Regions from separate parts of the Mus musculus genome. Here region 1 is linked to region 2. The links are chromatin contacts, called in public promoter capture Hi-C maps. All regions are on one chromosome and are shown on one strand. Each heading gives the region's core, a stretch centred on a gene start, on an enhancer-like site or on the middle of the called end of the contact. The rest is flanking DNA. Distances are from core to core; before and after follow the strand shown. Region 1 holds the start of Xrcc2 (X-ray repair complementing defective repair in Chinese hamster cells 2). Region 2 overlaps Kmt2c (lysine (K)-specific methyltransferase 2C).

Region 1 (5,873 bases), core at 2,098-4,597, 430 kb before region 2:
GTCTACAGAGTGAGTTCCAGGACAGCCAGGACTACACAGAGAAACCCTGTCTCAAAAAAACAAAAACAAACAAAACAAAACAAACAAAAAGATAGTCATAGTCTTACTATAAGCTTAAATCATTTAGGATTTAAGATGTTTTAGGTGTAAGAAGATGTTTTTAGGTTAATAACACAAGTTAGGATACAAAATTATTTAGATACAGAACTCTGAATTCACTGAGATAGAACACTTTGAGTTGCCATATACTATGGACTGGACAATGTAAATATATATCAAACCTTCTAATTTCCATAACTGTTTAATAATTGTTATAATTTCATTCAATTTATATTTTAAGGAAAAAGAGCCTTTTATTGGACTCAAAAGGGGAGTTGTACAGAGAATATCTTGTGTATTGTATGGATGCAATGCCTGTCAATTAAAAGCCTATGGCGCCTATGGTTCAGGCAGGAAATGTGATGTAGGATATCCAGGAGAAGAAAGAATTCTGGGATAAAGCCAGGCAGGAGATTTGCTGGAAAGGTATGATGAGACTTAACTTAGCACAGGTAACCAGCCACGTGGCAGAATGTAGGCTAGAATAAATGAGAGATTTTAACTTATATCTAGTCAGAGAAGAGGCTAGCTATATGGCCAAGACATTTGTAAATATGTTTTGAGTCTGAGTCTTATTTCTGGGAGCATGGGGCTAGGAAGAAGAACCAGGGCCTAAGTTCAATAGGCCTAGGTATGAAATTTAAATATTTTGTCAGTGTTTTCTAAATTTTGTGAGAGGAAAAGCCAAATGTGGTGGTGCAACCCTTTGGTCCTAGTACTTGGGAGACAGAAGAATTCAGGCCAGCCCAATTTACAGATTGATTTCCTGGGCAGATAGGGCTACACAGAGAAATCCTGTCTCAAAAAAAAGAAAAAGAAAAAAAAAAAAAGAAAGAAAAAAATTATGAAAGGAAGTTTTTGGTTCAAAGAAATATATACACTGATAACCTTAGAGATTTTTTTCCTAAGGATATTTAGTATTAAATGATTAGCATTAGTATTAAATGATTCCAAATTAATTTACTCAAGTTCATCAGAGCTGATGCAGAGATCATAGAGGGGTGCTGCTTACCAGCTTGTTCCACATAGCTTGCTTAGCCTGTTTTCTTATAGAACTCAAAACCACTAACCTAAGGATGGCCTCACCTACGATGGGCTGAGCCCCCCTCCATCAATCACTAATTAAGAAATTCCCTAGCTGCTGGTGGTAGTGGTGGTACACACCTTTAATCACAGCAGTTGGGAGGTAGAGACAGGCAAATCTATGAGTTTGAGGTCAGCCTGGTCTACATGAGTTTCAGGACAGCAGGCCTACACAGAGAAACCCTGTCTTTAGAAAAAAAAAAACAACAGGATGAGAGAGAGAGAGAGAGAGAGAGAGAGAGAGAGAGAGAGAGAAAACAGTCAAATCTTATGGAGGCACCAACTTTCAAAACATTCTAGTTATGGCAAGATGACATAAACTAGCCACCACAGATAATTCTTCAAGAATATGACAAGAGACAGAGAAATGACACAGAGCCAACCTCACACCTTTTCATAAGAAAACAACCTACAAATCTGTTGGAAAGGGAATTTTCAGGAAAGTTCCAGCAACTGACCTAGTAAGTTGTAAACTCCATTCAGGCATGTCTACTGTGACACGCTCCTAGAAAAGTTCAAATCTGATGCGTGGTAGTATGTCTTGTACAGACATTCATGTGTACTGTACACATAAGATTTGTACTCAGAGATGTACAGAGTATAAATATTCTATCTATCTAATCAGTGGGCGTTTGACAGGCAACAGTTAAGAAAACTATTCTCCTCTCCACTCCTTCCTCCACCCAAGATCTTAACACAATGGGCCAGGGAATATAATTCATCTGCAAGAGTGCTTAACTAGCATGCACTAAAGTGCCAATGCCTAGAATCTCATAGGAGTGCTGCTGGCCTGTATTTCTAGAACTTGAGAAAAACAAACAAAAGAAAATAACTATCTCTTGTGAGGCTATGCCAGTGTCCGGCAAATACAGAAGTGGATGCTCACAGTCATCTATCAGATGGAACACAGGGCCCCTAATGAAGGAGCTAGAGGAAGTACCCAAGGAGCTAAAGGGGTCTGCAACCCTATAGGAGGAACAACAATATGAACTAACCAGTACCCCTCCCCCAGAGCTGTGTCTCTAGCTGCATATGTAGCAGAGGATGGCCTAGTCGGCCATCAATGGAAGGAGAGACCCTGGTCTTGCAAAGATCATATGCCCCAGTACAGGGGAATGCCAGGGCCAGACAATGGGAGTGGGTGAGTTGGGAAGCAGGGCGAGGGGAGGGTATAGGGGACTTTGGGGATAGCATTTGAAATGTAAATAAAGAAAATATCTAAGAAAGAATGAAAGAAAGAAAGAAAGAAAGAAAGAAAAGAGAGAAAAGAGAGAAAAGAAAGGAGGAAAGAAAGAGAGAGAGAGAGAAAGAAAGAAAACAAACAAAAGGCAAACAACAAACCTAACCAAACCAAGAGCTTGAAAACTTCACAGGCTCAGTGTATTTCCACAGTTCTTTTCAATTCAATATACATTTTTCTCTTCCCACCCCAGTTATCTATAAATACCACAGCCAGTCATAGGCTTTTGCCTCAAGAAAGGACAAGAAGAGCGAGCTTGCTCAGTAACGGTGTTACTTCTCCTGTTAATCTGGTTATGCTGTTCTGCCCAGAGTAGTCTCCTGGGCTCGAACTATTATCTGGCTTCAGCCTCAGGAGTTGTTGGGACCACTGACACACCAAAAGCCCAAATCAGTAAACTTTTGTCCTAGTACCTTTGAGACACAATCTCATACTACAGCCCAAACTATAGCCTGATCCGACTCTTGGTGATTCTCTGCCTCAGCCTCCCGAGTGCTAGGATCACAGGCATACACAACCGTGGCAGGAAGATGTACTTTAAGTTTCTTTAGAACAAGTAAGCACGGGCAGTGGTGGTGATCGCCTTTAATCCCAGCACTCAGGAGGTAGAGGCAGGCAGACTTCTGTGAGTTCGAGGCCAGCCTGGTCTACATAGTGAATTCCAGGACAGCCACGACTACATAGGAAGTTCGTCTCTAAAAAACAAAAACAAAAAACTAAATAAGATTTAGAAATCACGTACATGTTAATTTTGCCTGATAAAGACCCGTCGAGATGAGTAACTGAAGATAACATAAGGACCATAAGGACTAAAGGAAACGCAGGAGACTGGCGTCACCAAGAGGGCGCCGCAGCTTTACTGCGCATGCCCTCGGCTTCTCTGGCTCCGAGCCCGCACAGTGCGCACGCGCACACAGGGTCATTGCTTTGACTGGCTGCGTCTTTCGCGCTTTTGCTAAATGGCGTTGCTGGCGGGTAGGTTGAACCCGCGGAGCTGGCCGGGCGATGTGTAGCGACTTTCGCAGAGCGGAATCCGGGACAGAGGTGAGAGCCGCGGGGCGACGGGAGGGCCGCGCACTACAGGGGGAGGTCGCCGAGCGGCGCCCAGGGCCACCGTGGGGCGGCGCGACAGCCGCCAGTGAACCGGTCAGGGATGGCGAGCCGTGCAGCAGGAGCTGGGGAAGGGAGGACCACCAGTTGAGGCATCAGTAGACGTTTTCTAAATTTAGGTAGCTTGCTTCACCTCTAACTAACCTGTTTGTGGCATCCGGCCTTCTGTATCCCAGAATACCCCTGTCGTCTATCTCTCCAGAGCCACGCAAGCCATTTCACTCAGGAACCGTTAAACGTTAACGTGTGTTACTTGTTCGAGTACTGTCAGCCAAGAGTTGGGAATAAGAAGCAACAACAACAAAATTAATCAACAGGCATGGTGGTACACGCCTTTAATCCTAGCACTAAAGAGGCGGAGGCAGGCAGATCTCTATGAGTTTGAAGTTAGCCTTTATATAGGTAGGTCCAGGCCAGTCAGGGCTCTATAGTGAGACCCTCTCTCACAAAACAAAATGTAATAATCGAAGCTTCTGTAAAATATACAGCATATGGTAAAAGCATGCCTCTCCAAAAGAGGGTAAGACAAATTGTAGGAGGAGCTAACTTAAATGTATTCAGAGGGGATCCAGGTAGCTCACGCTGGCCTTGAGCTTGCCGTGCAGCTGAGTATAACCTTGTCCTAGTTATTTATTTGTAGAAATTATGTAAATGAATGTGTGTCTGTGGGTTGGTATGTACCCATGTGTGTAGATGAATTTGGAGGCCAGAGGAAAAGGTGTCAGATGATCAGGAGCCGGGGTTATTAGCAATTGAGTTATCTGAGCCAAACTCATGTTCTCTGTAAGAGCAAAACCCATTCTTAACTGAAATCCATCTCTCTGGCCCCTAACCTTCGACTTCTGACCGTCCTGCCTCCGGAATGCTAGGATTACAAGTGTGTGCTACAGTGCCCTGTTATCCACTGCCAAGGATGGAATCCAGGCTTTCATGATTCCTAGGCATGGGATCTGCCACCAGAGCTACCGTTCCCAGCCCCTGAACTGGCACTGTAAGGACTGTTCAGTGGTTTGCTGCTGAGGAGGGAGCAGCTCAGGTATGGTCTGAACTTAGCAAGGGCAGCAGTTCCAACCTGTGGGTCACTGCCCCTTTCGCAGTCCTCTATCTCAAAAAATATTTACATTACAATTCATAACAGTAATAAAATGACAGTTAGGAAGTAGCTTCAAAAATAATTGTATGGTTGGGAGTCATTGCAGCAGGAGGAACTGTGCTACGGGGTTGAAGCGTTAAGAAGGTTGCTTTAGGGGAACAGCCAGTGGTTCTGTAGAGTCGGAACAAAGACAATGTTGGGAAGCGAGCTTTAAGAAATAGGTGGAGTACGCATCTCCCTGTGTAAACCCAGCCTGACGGACACACACGCACACACACACACACACACACACACACACATGCACACACACCACACACACACACACACACCACACACCACACACACACCACACACACTCACCACACACACACACACACACACACACATACACCACACACACACACCACACACACTCACCACACACACACACACACACATACACCACACACATACACACACCACACACACTCACCACACACGCACACATACACCATACACACACACACACCACACACACACACACTCACCACACACGCACACATACACCATACACACACACACACACACACACATACACTCACCACACGCACACACACACATGCACACACACACACACCACACACACACACACCACACACTCACCACACACACACACACACACACCACAATACTGTTTCTCACTTCCCTCCCAGGTCACCCACCAGGCTTTTCTCTAAATGCACTGAACATGGCAACTTCATAATACACAATAAATATTGATAACGGTGTCTGGTTTTCACTGGGAAAAAAGAAGCTACAGAGCTGCCTCTTTGTCATAGACAGATATTAAGTAAGACAAAATAGCATTTATTTAAAAATAATTAGTTTTGTGTAATCACAGACTTACAAACTTTTCTATTTATATAAATTGTTGCCTTGTACATATGTGTATACGTCGTACATGCCTGGGCCCATAGAACCCAGACGATCATCAGATTCCCTGGAAATGAGTTACAGTTCTCAGTTGCCATGTCAGTAGTAAGACTTGAACCTTAACCCTCTGCAAGAGCCATTGCTCCAGCCCCTGAAATACATTATTTTGTTTTTGTTATTTTTTGTTTTCAAGGCAGGTTTTTTCTGTATACTCCTGGCTGTCTTGGAAGTCACTCCATAGACCAGGCTGACTGACCTCAAACTCACAGAGATCCACCTGCCTCTGCCTCTTGAGTACTGGGATTAAAGGTATGCACTATGACTGCCTGTCTTGAA
Region 2 (6,215 bases), core at 1,175-3,674:
TTCTATCTAAAACTATATTTACTTTTTCTTTTAATAACATATTTTCCCAAAAGGCCGTAATTGCTGGCTTCCTCCTGAAGTCTGGGACTCTATTCTGGTTTTCTCTTGTGTAGGAGGTGTTCTCACCTTTTTACAGTTGTCAGCTTCGTAGGTATACTCTGACACTGAGATCTTTCTCAAAGAATATATTCTCGTTTATATTTATGTCTGCATGTGAATATGCACCCTGTGTGAAAATGCATGTCCACAGAGGCCAAAAGAGAGCATTGGGTCCCTGGAGCTGAGTCAAAGGCTTTGTAAGCTGCTGTATGCTTTGTAAGCTGACTGAACTCAGTTCCCCTGGAACAGAAAGAAGCAGTTTAACCACAGAGCCATCTCTCCAGCCTCTGACACTGACTGCTGGTGAAGCTGTCTTCTCATGACTGGCCTTTGGACTTGCCTTTTTGAAAATTATATGTTTTATGACCTTTGTCCATATTTCAGTTTGTACTAGCTTGCAGGGTTAGGTGTCTTCCAGTATGAAACATGCCCATCAGAACTCCAGTATCTTTTTTTCTTACAAAGTTTTTTTTGTTTTTTTTTTTTTTGGCTTTTTTGTTTGGTTGGATTTATATAGACAAGCATACAAGTTTGTATCATTTCTGTATACACACTTAGGTTGTGTTCTTCTAGTATTTTATCTATACAATGAACTTCCATTTTTTTAACTTTATTTTATTATACAGCCAATAATTGTAATGCTATTTTGCATACAATATCCTTTGCAGCCATTGCTATTACCATGCCATAGGTTCTCAGACACAGTTTGGAGTGCTTGTTACGCTGGCCCAGATGGCACTGATGTGCACTCACATTGTTTTTATGTTCTGATTTGTTCACATCTGAGTCACACCTGGAACCAGCAAACATGCCGGCACAGTTGACTTACTATGCGCTCTAGTGAGAAGCCTCTGGCAGATTCCATGAGTGGAGGACTTGATTTTCATCCCTCCTTTTCACCATAGTTTCTTCCCTGGTCAGAATTGAAAGCACAAACCCAGATTAGGGCAATAAAATGCAGATTATCTGTGAACATTGTATTTATTTGCTTTTTTAAAAGTATTTCCCCACATCTGTGTTTACTGCCACCTCTAAGATAGTATAGATTTACCAGGCACTGGTGTGGACAGTCTAAGCTGCCAAATAAGGCTTCAGTGTGTTCAACTGAACAGGTTTTTTGTCATCCCAGCCATTCAGGAGGCTGAGGCAGAAGGATCACAAATTTAAGGACTGCCTGAACAACTTAGTGAGATCTTATTTCAAAACATTTAAAAAGAGCTGGGAATGTATCCTGTACATTTCTCTCACCTCAGAATTTTTTTATTGGGAAGAACTTCAAAAACTGAATTGTTCCCACCTTTCCTGATACTAGAACAAAGTAATGTTTTCTGTTTTGCTGTATTCTGCTATTTCTAGGAAACTCAGTCAAATCTGAAACAACTTTGTAGTAGTCATACTCCTTATAGTTCCTCTCCCTCTTCCTATTGTATTGGATGCTTACTGTGTGGGGCTTGGTGGTAATTGAGCAGGCATAGTGGAGAGTGCAGCTGCCCACCCGAGCCACATAGCACTTGTAGAGATTGTCTTAATCCACTTACTGTTGCTGGTGTAGGGAGTCGCTAGTGGGCAGCTTAGCTTGCTGTGCTGGTGGGAGGGATGATCAGTGCTAAGGGCCGCCTGTAATGAGGTCCTTCCTGTGGTGTCTTTCCAGAGTGAAGGGAAGGACATCCAAGTTGCAGTCATCCAAGGACAGTTAACACTTACACTGTCATCGCAGTAAGCCAGGCCGAAAGACAGTGTAGAAAAGGACACGGGAACAGTGTAATGTGCTAAAGCTGAAAGGAGCTGTGTTGTTAGGGTTTTTAACTAAACCTTAAATATGGCTTTTCATAAGACTGCAAGGGCAGTGCATTTTGATGAAGAGACTAAAGGTCTGTCGGGGATATTGCAATGTTTACTTACAATCCTTTTTCCTTCCACTTAGGGACTGGGCCTGTATGCTGCTAGAGACATTGAAAAACACACTATGGTCATCGAGTACATTGGAACAATTATTCGAAATGAGGTTGCAAACCGGAAGGAGAAGCTTTATGAGTCTCAGGTACTGTATAAACTGAGCACAGGCAGCCAGTGGGACACACCGCAAATGCATCAGCTGTGTCTGGTAGGGTGCCCAGGAATGTGACCAGGGTGCTCCCAGCACAGACTGAACGTGAGGGGAAGTCATTCAGACCACACCGATGACTGACTACCTGCCTTCTCTTTAGAACCGGGGTGTGTACATGTTCCGCATGGACAATGACCACGTGATTGACGCCACACTCACAGGAGGGCCTGCAAGGTGAGGCAGGAAGGAGACTGTGGCCCAGAGGGCTTTGCTCGGGGAGGGGCAGCGGAGCTTTATACTTGCTTTGTTAACGCATCCAGAGAAGCAGCCATAGTTTCCTCTGTACAGGGGAAGCTCTTCATTGTTTTCACACTGAGTTTTCTGATGTGTCCCACAGATACATCAACCACTCCTGTGCCCCTAACTGTGTGGCTGAAGTCGTGACCTTTGAGAGAGGACACAAGATTATCATCAGCTCCAACCGGAGGATACAGAAAGGAGAAGAGGTAAGTAGGGGAAGGGCTTGCTGAGATCTGTACCAGGGTGTGGCAGTTCCTGACTGCGGCTTCCATCACATCACTCTTAGAGTCTCAGCCTCAACCCAGGGCTTTGCCGTCTGTTTATCTTACTTCAGACATTCAAATGCCGGCTTCTTCCTTGTAGTAGATCATAAAGCCACATGAAACCCACCATATAGTACCAAGTAGCTTAGCATCCTCCTTTCTTTGTCCCTTAATCTGGACAGTCTGATAAGCTCCTTTCAAGATGGTTCCTGTCAAAGTTCTGGCAATCACAGGGACTTGATATATTCACATGATATATTATTGCAAGGACTGTAGGCACAAATTTGGGGAGCTATATGTTCCTGCTCATATGCACACTTAGAAAATTTCACATCATTCATATATATATATAGTATGTTTTTGTTTTGTCTTTAAAATGTTTTATGTAGGACGAGACATTTGTTTCTTAGTATCTCACAGAGATGACTTTGGTCTAGCTCTTCAGGTTATTATCCTTAATTGTCCTATTTACGTGTCCCAGCTCTGGCTTTCACACATGGCATCAGCACCTTGAATGTAGTGCTCTAAATCTGGAGTTAGTGTCCAATACAAAGCTCTTGGGAAGTCTGCTGTGTCAGGAAGCCTGGATGTGCCCACTGTGATGAAGCTCTAGTCTTGTGTAGACAGTGTGAGACCACATCTATTTACTTGGTCTTTGTAGAACTTACCTTTAAAATTAAGAACATCCTTATGTGACTAGGACAGGGCCTGCCGAGCAGCCTAGTATCTCCCCTGAGTGTCATCTTGTATGCATCCTCTAGAGTTGCCAATCCTGTTATTACTCAGCAAACACCTAACAGAAGGCAGTGCATTCTTTTCCCAATGCAGCTGCTCCACAGTGGCTGCAAGTTTTTTGCTCCCTGTGCAGTCTTCCAGATAGTGGCTGATGTTTGAGTTGGAAAGACCCAGAGATTGACTGTTTGCCCTCCCTTGGCTTTATGGGGTCGAGGGAACAGGGTGTAAAGCTTACTTGGAGGGAGTCATGCTGCTTTCCAGCCACCCAGTTGGGTGGCCTGGAGTTTGAGTAAGAATTCTACAGCCATTGAATGCTGATCCAAACAGCTTTTTCTCTAAGGGGAACACTAGCTTACCCTGAGCCATGGTTAAAAACCAGATTCAGGACACCCTGAACTCCATCGTGTTCCACTGAGTTTAAGATGGGATTGACTTTTGCCACCACAGGACCAAAGAAAGTCCTCAATTTGTGCATTAATTGGTGAGACATGAGGTATCGGTAGGTTCTAGATGCTGTCTAAAGACAGGTTTGGGATTGGTGGAGGTAAACATTAACAATGTAAACTCTATGTTATAGTCACAAAGATGTTAGGCCAAGTACAGATGTTGGTAGTAAAAACAATGACGGGGATTTGGACATAGCCCCAATCACTTTTATGGTAGATTTGCAGTGTTCTATCTCTCTATGGTGACAAATTCTAGTTAGCTATAGGATCTTTGAATAGAGGCAGGTTCTTCAGAGGAAAAGGTGGACAAGGGGAAAGCCATGATGTTGACAAGGGCAGGTTCATCTCTGTCCAAACCAAGGAGCCATCTACGGTTTGAGGGAGTACTGGTCCTCATCTTACCCAAAGTGGTGGAGAGGACACTATGAGAAGTCAGAGGCTCGGCACACCAGATCACCACCCCACAACAGTAGTTTCACTTGCCTCTGGGATACCCCACCGCCTCAAGGTTCTATGGGACCTAAACAAACTCAGTGTTGCTTTGGCTTGTGTCTGTTTTGCTTGCTGGTTTTGAAATAGAGGATAGAACGGGGCACTGCCCTGTCTCACACTGTCTGTTTGCCATGGGCAGCTCTGCTATGATTATAAGTTTGACTTTGAAGATGACCAGCACAAGATTCCGTGTCACTGTGGAGCGGTGAACTGCCGGAAGTGGATGAACTGAATGCATTCCTTGCTATCTCACCGGGTGGCTCGTCCCTAGGAAGAGGCGATTCAACACTTCATTGGATTTTGCAGACAGAAAGATATTTTTGTTTTCTGACTTTTTAAGAAACAGCTTCTGGGAGCTCTGATTCCTCAGCCTTGTCTGAAGGATGCTCAGCACAGAGGAGCCGGCTAGGCTGCCTTGCTGCACACTGAGGTCAGCAGAGTCACAGAATGGTCCAGCACTTTTTTTTTCTTTTTTCTTTCTTCTTTCCTTCCTTTTGTTTCCTTGTGGGTGGGTTTTGTTTTGTTATGTTTTGTTAGTCTCACTAAGGAGAAACTTTTACTGGGGCAAAGAGCCGGTGGCTGCCCTGCCCCAGGGTGGGGGCCTTCCTATGAATGTAAGACTGAAATCACCAGCGAAGGGGGCTGTCCAGAGTGCTGGCCACGCCTTACTGACAGGGGCAGGCCCTCAGTTTAACTAAAGTGGACACCACTGATCAAGGAATGTACTGAGATGACTTCCTTAGGGATAGAGCTAAGGGATAATAACTTGCACTAAATACATTTGAATACTTGATTCCATGAGTCAGTTTATTGTAGTTTTTGATTTCTGTAAAATAAGAGAAACTTTTTGTATTTATTATTGAATAAGTGAATGAAGCTATTTTTAAATAAAAGTTAGAAGAAAGCCAAGCTGCTGCTGTTACCTGCAGAACTAACAAACCCTGTTACTTTGTACAAATATGTAAATATTTTGAGAAAAACAGTATAAAAATAGTTATTGACCAAATGCTACCAGGCGCTGCAGCAGCTCGGGTGCTTATAACCGTGGTAGGGATGTTACAATATAATTTTGTGTTATTAAATATGCCATTATAATTATGTAATAACCAAAATTTTGCCCCGGTATTCCTGGGCTTTTTGGAAACTGTCTCTTAGTGCTTGTTTTCTACACCTAACTTCTGACAGCAGCGCGTGTGCTACAACTACAACTTTTATAGCTGTTGGCGATTTAAACTAATGTTTCATATTATATTGTTGCATCCCTACTTCTTCAGTCAGGTTTTTTTGTGCTTACAATTTGTGATAACTGTGAATAACGGCTTAAACACAACCCAAATGGAGGCTGAATTTTTTCTTCAGCAAAAGTAGTTTTGATTAGAACTTTGTTTCCAACCTCACAGAATCATGTAAACATAGAGTCATGTAGCAGGGACCTAACCCAACTCCTTAGCCTTCTATTTAACATAAAAATTTGAAAAAGAAAAAAAAAAGAGAGATGGGGAGAAAGAGAGGTGTGATTATGCTCCCAGCTGCAGGACTCTGGCAATAGGGTTTTTCGAAGATGTAATTTTAAAATGTGTTTGTATGAACTTGTTTGTTTACATTTCTTTAATAAAAAAAAACCACACTGTTTTGTGTTTGCTTGTAGAAACTTAATCAGCATTTGAACCAGGTTAGCTTTTTATTTTGTACTTAAAAATTCTGGTACTGACACTTCACAGGCTAAGTATAAAATGAAGTTTTTGTGTGCACAATTCGAGTGGACTGTGAGCTGTGGGTACATTCAGTGACTCAGCTCTCAGCTTGTAATGTATATGGCATGATGTATTTTTA

Evidence for each region. Promoter capture Hi-C pulls out the DNA fragments that hold promoters and counts their contacts.
Region 1: a contact with region 2 is called in a promoter capture Hi-C map of embryonic stem cells, with 2.5 times the contacts expected there. The contact joins the promoter of Xrcc2 here to the enhancer-like site in region 2. A contact is called at or near these places in 2 of 39 promoter capture datasets (the C10 cell line and embryonic stem cells), 1 of 484 Hi-C or Micro-C datasets (nephron progenitors), 4 of 115 datasets of contacts at active chromatin or transcription factors (embryonic stem cells, large pre-B cells and stem cell-derived neural progenitor cells) and 1 of 9 other capture datasets (adipose tissue).

Annotation. Positions count from the first base shown.
Region 1 is chr5:25,703,271-25,709,143 of GRCm38.p6, reverse strand. Xrcc2 (X-ray repair complementing defective repair in Chinese hamster cells 2) reads left to right here and starts at 3,347. Exons shown (of 3, transcript NM_020570.2): 1 at 3,347-3,466. The coding sequence starts at 3,428.
Region 2 is chr5:25,272,065-25,278,279 of GRCm38.p6, reverse strand. It overlaps Kmt2c (lysine (K)-specific methyltransferase 2C), which reads left to right. Exons shown (of 59, transcript NM_001081383.2): 56 at 2,024-2,140; 57 at 2,307-2,380; 58 at 2,544-2,652; 59 at 4,522-6,215. The coding sequence ends at 4,614. Among named protein-coding and RNA genes, the nearest start is that of Galnt11, 52 kb to the right of the region's middle. Within about 2 kb of position 2,424, at least 10 of the 459 cell types and tissues checked have an H3K27ac peak or open chromatin away from gene starts, as enhancers often do. A contact at or near this core is called in embryonic stem cells, where this site is marked.